Regions from separate parts of the Macaca mulatta genome. Here region 1 is linked to region 2. The links are chromatin contacts, called in public Hi-C maps. All regions are on one chromosome and are shown on one strand. The core of a region is the stretch at or near the end of the contact, and the rest is flanking DNA. Distances in the headings are between cores, read along the strand shown. Region 1 holds the start of PUM2 (pumilio RNA binding family member 2). Region 2 holds the start of HS1BP3 (HCLS1 binding protein 3).

Evidence for each region. Hi-C and Micro-C count contacts between places; a contact is called where the count stands out from the background.
Region 1: a Hi-C map of blood shows a contact between it and region 2, with 4 times the contacts expected there. The contact joins the promoter of PUM2 here to the promoter of HS1BP3 in region 2. A contact is called at or near these places in 4 of 14 Hi-C or Micro-C datasets (blood, fetal cortex germinal zone, fetal cortical plate and 1 more).

Annotation. Positions count from the first base shown.
Region 1 is chr13:104,692,831-104,696,297 of T2T-MMU8v2.0, reverse strand. PUM2 (pumilio RNA binding family member 2) reads right to left here and starts at 1,716. Exons shown (of 21, transcript XM_077960099.1): 1 at 1,489-1,716.
Region 2 is chr13:104,375,397-104,379,132 of T2T-MMU8v2.0, reverse strand. HS1BP3 (HCLS1 binding protein 3) reads right to left here and starts at 1,513. Exons shown (of 7, transcript XM_001096861.5): 1 at 1,447-1,513. The coding sequence starts at 1,478.

The sequences.
Region 1 (3,467 bases), core at 467-2,966, 320 kb before region 2:
TAAATGTCAGTAATTTAGGCTCTTTTTAGAAGTTGAAATCTTGCTAAATACTGGAACACCTAAGAGAACTTTGGACTCAAATTAAGGAAAGCATGTGTTAAACACAGCTTAAATTGTTGGAATATGCTTAAGATTGTTACTGGCAATTATAACTCAAAATAGCTAGACCTGTAAACAGAATAAAAAACTGGACCTAAATCCTCAAGAACCAGGTTTCTGAAATATAATTTTATTTTAAAAATTATCGCAAACATTTTCTGCATACAAAAACTGCCCTCATGGACACCAAGAAAATTCTACACAATGCAATTTCACCAAAAATCGGAATTTTAAAGAAATTCTTGCAGCACGGAAAATGCCATCATTTACTCATGATGATTGAGCAAATGAAGTAATTCATTGTTAAAAGGAGGCTAAGAATAGAAACAAATCGAAAATATTCATTTTTGTTATTTTTTTCTTTACAGGATTCCTTAAGTCATCTTCCAATACTCCAGGTCACATGGCGAAGAGTCACCTATTAAACACGAAATCTAACCATTAAACAAGCTTTAAAAATCCTTCGGTAACTCCCTTTATTAAAACTGTTTTCTTGACATACAATACCTTTACAGGTATTACATTTCTCTTCAGCGTGTACAAACATTTTTCTCATGTTTTCCTTCACCAAACATCTGCCCCCAGTTTTCTCAACAAGTAAAAATCTCGAAGTACTAAGTCCTAACATGATGCTTTCAAAAGTTTACGTATGTTAGAATAAAAAGCCGTAAGTAGGTTTTCTCTAGCTGTGTTCTCAGAAACAACACTTTTACACGTGTTTGGGCACAAAACTTTAAACATCTTCCCCAAAATCTGACCCAATTCAGATACAAAACTACTGCTCAAATAGCAGAAGCCGCTAATCTTGTCTTTGGTTACAAGTTACATATTTTTCTATCGAAATCCGTTCCTATAGTAAAACATCACCTAAACAAGGCGAATCCAAGTCACTGCTTCATACCTACATCTGTCCACGGCAAGCTTTTCCCGGACACACTCGGGCCTTTGAAAATGCCCACACTTGTTTTCATAAACCCACTCCTTCCTCTTCACCCACTTGCAATCCGCATGCTTCTCTGGGGCCACCCGGCCTCTCCCCCACTTTCCGAAACCCAGGGCCGACAGCTCAGTCTCTAACCTCCAGTCCGCCGAATCTGGGGGAGAACGGGGTCGGCGCCCCAGGCCCCCCAGGCGGCGGCCCAGCGGAGGGAAGGAAGCGGGAAAGCGGTCGGACGGGAGCCCCCTCCGCCGCGCGCGCACACCCCCTTCCGGCACCCCTCCCCCTGCATTGTGCGAGCGGGCCACAGGCCGCACCGGCCCGGGCACTCAGCAAGCCCCGTCCGCCCTCCCGCTGGTGATCGGCTCCCGCCGACGCCGCCGCACAAAGCCCAGGGAGCCACCCCGGCAGCGCCACAGGACCGGAGAAAGAGCGAGCGCGGACTGACTTACAGGGCTGCTGCGGCCGCGCTGCCTCAGCCGGGGACACCGACCGTTGGGCACACGGCGGCGTCGCTCTTGGCGGTCCTCCCCCTCCTCTGCCTTCGGTGGCGGCAATGTCTTCTTTCTCCACCTACCACCCTCCCCCCCCACCCCACCTCCTCCTTCTCCTCCCCCTCCTCCTACGAACCACCGAAGTACCGAGGGTGAGACACAGAGACTCACAACAACATGGCTGCCACCGCCGCCTCCCCTCCCCTCCCCCCCGCCCACCGGGCGCGCGCAATGCATCCCGGGAGAAAGGGGAGGGGGAGCTCTCACCGAGGCGCGGCTCCTTTCAATGCCTTGCGTCCCAGCTCCCGCGCTACTGCCGCGCGGGCCGGGGGCGCCCTGCGCGTGCGCACGTTCTCCGCGCTCTCACGTGTTCGGCCGCCTCTCCGGCGTGCCCTCCCCCGCCCTCACCTTGCGGGCTCGCGTTTCCCTCCTGGGCTCTGCCGCGGCGCCGGGAGCGCGCGCCGGGCTGGGACAGCGCAGGCGTGCTGTTGCCAAACGCTGTGTTGGACTGTCTTACCGCGTGGGGCCTCGACTTCTGAATCTTCTCACTCTCGGCTTCCTACCCGGTTGCTCATTGTTTTCCCCCAACTGGGTGTGCAGGTGTCTGCGCCCGCGCCGCCCACCTTGGGGTACTCCTGGCATTTCGCTTCCGGAGTGCTGGCGCCCGCAAGAGCCGGACGTTAATTCAGGCCTTTAGCTTTCACCCAGTACCTCCGCACGAGACGAGGGAGATGCATTTGGAGGTAGAAGATTGTACCCCGTGAGAGGGCTGTCACTCTTCTCGTCTTGCACCCCAGGCAGGTGGAGCCAGCTCTCAGCAAATTGTCGGCCCCCCAGTGCTTGGTCCCGGTGCACACAAAGGAAACTCATGTCGTTCTCGAGCTGGGCCAGTGATTCTCACTCGTTGGCTGTTTCTTTTTCTCGGGTACCAAGCGCTGTTTCCTTCCCGATTTACAGGCTGGTTGGAAACCCCAAATCTGCCTTGCTGTCCTGGCCCCCCGTGCAAAGCAGTGGTGATTCCAGGATTCTAACCTAACCTGCTCCAGGTCACACAGCTGTAATAGGCACCGTGTCTGATATGTTCTTGATGGTTTGCACAGCTCCTGGCTCTCCTGACATGCTGCAATTCGTAAAGATTCAGGACCTCCCTTATACTTTGCTTAATGTATGTATTCCCTGGGCGACTGTGAGCTCCACGAGGGCAAGGACCTTGTGTTTTGTTTTACACTGTGCCCTCAAGTGCCTGTTGAATACATGGGCTCTTCGGTTTTTAACTATTACTGAAAAATGTCTGACATTGAAATCCATCCCAAGCCCCTACCTTAGAGTCATATTGCAGGCTTCTAGATATTTTCACTTGAATGTTCTTGTCGCCAAGCATGTTAAAAACTGAAGTCACACCCATCCCCTACCCCCCACTCTTGTACTGTCTCTATAGTTGGCAGTGCCACCACCTATTCATTCCCCAAATTACCCCTCTGAGAACCATCCTTGTCTCTTCCTTTTATCCCCCACTCCAAATATAAATAACTTACCAAGCCTCGCAGATTTTTACTTCCCAAGTAATTCTGGAGACAGTCTCTTCCTCTGCCTCCTCACTAATACTAGCCTTGCTTCCCAGGTCTGGATTTCTGTAGCTGGCTCTTAATCAGCTTTCCTGTCTCCAGTCTCATTCCCTCCAATCAGTTCTGCTCACTGCTATCTAAAATGCAAATCCAATTCCTGGCGCTCAGGCCTCTGCTTCAACCATCTCATTGCTCCCCATCACCCACGACAGCATTTCCCTAGTGTGCTGCGTTCAGTATTAATAGATATTCCTTTAAGAAATGTCTCACGATCAAGTAAGAATGGGAGATACTGGAGTGTACACATTTTGCTTTCCTTCTCCTTTCCCCTCCATTAAGCTGATAATAGCAGAAGGGTCTTTATATACAGTT
Region 2 (3,736 bases), core at 264-2,763:
GACATGTAGATTTGCCTATTGTGCCTGTGCCCCCATTAAAGCTCTCTGAGAGGGACTTGTTTGTCTCCTAGAACTTGGGCCAGTACCCGGTACAGAGGAGGCTCTCAATAAACACCTGCTGGTTGAATTCAAGCTTGAGTGCATGTGGCAATGACAGGTGGGAGGAGGCTGCACTGGAAAGAGGTGCTGGGGTGTGACTGGGAAGGGCCGGCCTTGCTGCTGGGCTAAGGTGTTTGAACTCACCCTGCAGGCAAGATCCTTGGCGCCCCCACGCCTGTTAACAAGATATGTCCAGGCTGTGCAGCTGGGCAGCCTGCACCCAACACCAAAGTCACACCCCATCCATCTGCATGTGGCCGACGGGCATATACTACTGACGTTGCCCATGCCTGCCAATCTCAAACCTCCAATTCACAAAAAAGGAAACTGAGGCTTGGTGAGAGGAGGTGACGTAAGCGGCAGTAGGGCAACCTCTTCTGCCCATGAAGATACATCTGTAACCACACTTGATCATGCAAGACCAGGCAGGCTCCGACATCAGGGTTTACAAAAGGAATCATACCTTTCTAGACCTTAAGTCACAGGGAATTCCTGATTACAACTGGAAGATCAACAGTTGGCTGGGTAACACGTTCATTTATGTCATAAATAGTCTTAGGCATCTTAGCCTAAGACTTTGTGTAGGGAGAGCAAGGGTGAAGTGTATGAAAATATTTGAAGTAAGTCACTTTACAGCGTTTTAAAGGCGGAAAGAAGTAAAAGCCTTGCCAGGATCCATCCTAGGCTGGGTCCTCTAGGCCTCGATCAGGAGCGATCCACTCTGCATCCTCCACCTGGACCCCTCCGAGGCCTTTTCTGTAACTTGCGCTTTCCTGAGCTGCCTCGCAAGCAGCGACCACCTCTCCCTGGTCTCTCATCAAAGTCATCCTCCCAGAAACCGGGTTCCTGCCCTGTACTGTGTTCCCATGGCAACCTGAGCTTACTACCCGCTGCTGGCATCACCCCCTCTCCACCGCAGCCCCCTGCCGGGCGAGCCTGTCTGATTCACCCCGGTCCCCGGTGCCCAGCACGGGGCCTGGGACGCAGGGAGCGCTGAAAGGATGGAGAAGTAGGTTTTCGGGCCCAAAAGAGAAGAACCCAAGCCGATAGGAAAGAAGAGCAGAGTCCCCACTGCGCCCGCCTGCACTGAGCCAGTCAGTCCCAGGCCTCCCGCAGTCTTTGGCGAGTTCTCTACCCTCTAGAGGGCCTCAGTTTCCTCATCCGTAAATCGGGGGCGCCACCTCTCCTGCAGGACGGTGCAGGGGCCCAGCCAGGATAAGCCACTGAGGGCGCTGGGGAGACCTGCTCCGGGTCCCGGGCCTGGGAGGCGGCCGCCTCCCCCTGCCTCTCCGCCCGGGCGCCCCGGACTGCGAGCTGCGCGGCGTGGGGCACGGGGGTCTGGCTCACCTGGAGGTGACGAGCACCGCCGGGGAATGCATAACGGCCGCGGGGGCTCAGGGCGGGGCGCGCAGTCACGGGACACGGCGGTGCCCGCGTCACCGCGTCCCCGCCCCGCCTCCCGCCGCCCTGGCCCGCCCCCCGGCGGCCGCGGCCGCGCAGTTCGCGCCTGTGGCCAGAGGCAGGGCGAGAGCGCGGCGGGGCGGGAGCGCGGCGGGGCGGGAGCGCGGCGGGGCGGGAGCGCGGCGGGGCGGGAGCGCGGCGGGGCGGGAGCGCGGCGGGGCGGGAGCGCGGCGGGGCGGGAGCGCGGCGGGGCGGGAGCGCGGCGGGGCGGGAGCGCGGCGGGGCGGCGCGGGCGGGTCCTGCACTGTCGCGGTCGGTCTGCGCAGTTCGGAGCTTCCGGAGTTCCCGGGCTGAGCCGCGCCCGCCGCAACCACCTAGAAGAAGCCCAGCCTGGCCCTGGCACGCGGTGAACCTTTATCGGTGTGTCTGTTTTGCGCTAAAGTTTAGCCGCTAGAGTGACGGGACTCTGCTGTTTCCGCCGCCGGTCCCCATTACAAATGCACTCCCCCTCTCCCCAAAGAACATTTCATTCAACCGATTGGTCAACAAATATTTACCAAGCCGGGGCTCTGTCCAGGCCTCATGGGGTCTTCTTCAAGCTGCACAGTGAACGCCACGCAGCAGCCCAGTACCCCTTGAGCTTGCTGCCTCCAGCTAGCTCTCCTCTCTCCTTCCTACTGCCTGCCGGCTCCATAACTGACGGGCACTCTCCCGACAGAGGATCTTCAGAGAGCCACCCTCTGCTGCTCGGCAGAGCCCTGGTGGAGGCCTCCTGGGGCCAGGCCTGCCTGGGATGGCTGCACTTGGGTTCCCAGCTGGAGCAGGGCAATGGGGTCCAGGAGCCAGTTCCCCTCAGAAGGGGAACGTACAGACATGCAGACCCTAACAGACCCTCTCATTTTAGATTCACCTCTCCGTGGTGTGAGAAACAGAGATCGTATCACCTGCCAGCGTAGCCCAGGGAAAGAAAAGCTGAGTCTGCAAACAGGGCCAGCAGAAGGTGCAAACTGCTGCCCCTATTCTGTTACTGTCTCCACCCAGAGCCCCAGTGACAAAAAGCAAGAGAAGCTGAGCTTAACCATACCAGAATTCACGGCAGGGCGATGTCAGCCCTGTTTCCGAGCCTGTCGACCACCGCCACCAGCATCACCACCATCTACCTGTAGTTACAGATTTTAGTGAAGAGATCCTACAGTAAAAGATTTTGAAAAATGACTTTCCCCAATGTGTCTCTTGAATAAATACGGATATTCCTGTGCCTTATTATTTGTTTCAAATGTGTTTATAGGCAAGATGAGCAATCATGAATGAAGTATGACAATGAAGGAAAGTTCTGAGGGAGACCCTTGAAGGCTACAGCGAAGAGCTGGGATGATGGCGGGAAGCCCTGTCTGCTCTGCTGCTCATCGGCCTGTGTGTCTGCAGGGCAGTGTTCGGGGCTGCAAACGGTCCTCCGTGTTGTGTTTACATTGGCATGCCCCACTTTAGAGAAAGGGAGTTCAGCGTCTGGACAGAAAACAGTAAAGGCGTCAGCATTCCAGGAGTCTGAGCGTAGTGCCAGGCAGTCCAGCAGTCACCATTGCACATACGTTTATCCAGCAGACAGAAACACACTGAATAAGACACTTTAGCTGCCTTCAATGGACTTCCTTGCCTTTCTATGTGGGGAGCAGGTGGGGGTCTGGAAAGGCTTTCTGAAGGAGCCAAAGTCCAAGGTAAAACCTGAAGAAATATGGATAGAATAGAATAGAAGGAATGTCACAAGCAAAGCCCTAGAGACAGCATAGGAACACCAGGGAACGGGGGAAGAGGCCAGCAGGAGCCAGGGTGTGGACAGCCTAGTGCACCAAGGCCAGGGCTTTGCCTGATCCTGAGGCCAACCCAGCGCCATCAGAGGGTCAGGGACATAGGAGTGACCGGGCCAGCTAGGAGGCCGTAGGCAGGGGTTCGGAGCATGTTGAAGGTATGAAGATGTGTTGGACTGCAGAACAATCCAGACAGGAGACAATGGTCCCATGAACTAGGGTGATGGCCACCCAGGTGGAGAAGAGGGGACAGGTGAGAGGACCTTAGCAGAAGGAGTTGGTCAAGACTCGGGAATCCAATGGTTGAGGGCGGGAACAGATAAGATGCCACCGTGGTTTGGCTCTTGTGAGCGGCTGGACATTGGTATCATTCTCTGTGGCAGGGCACCTGGAGAAGGAGCATATTTTTGGTGAGATGATGCGTTTTGTTT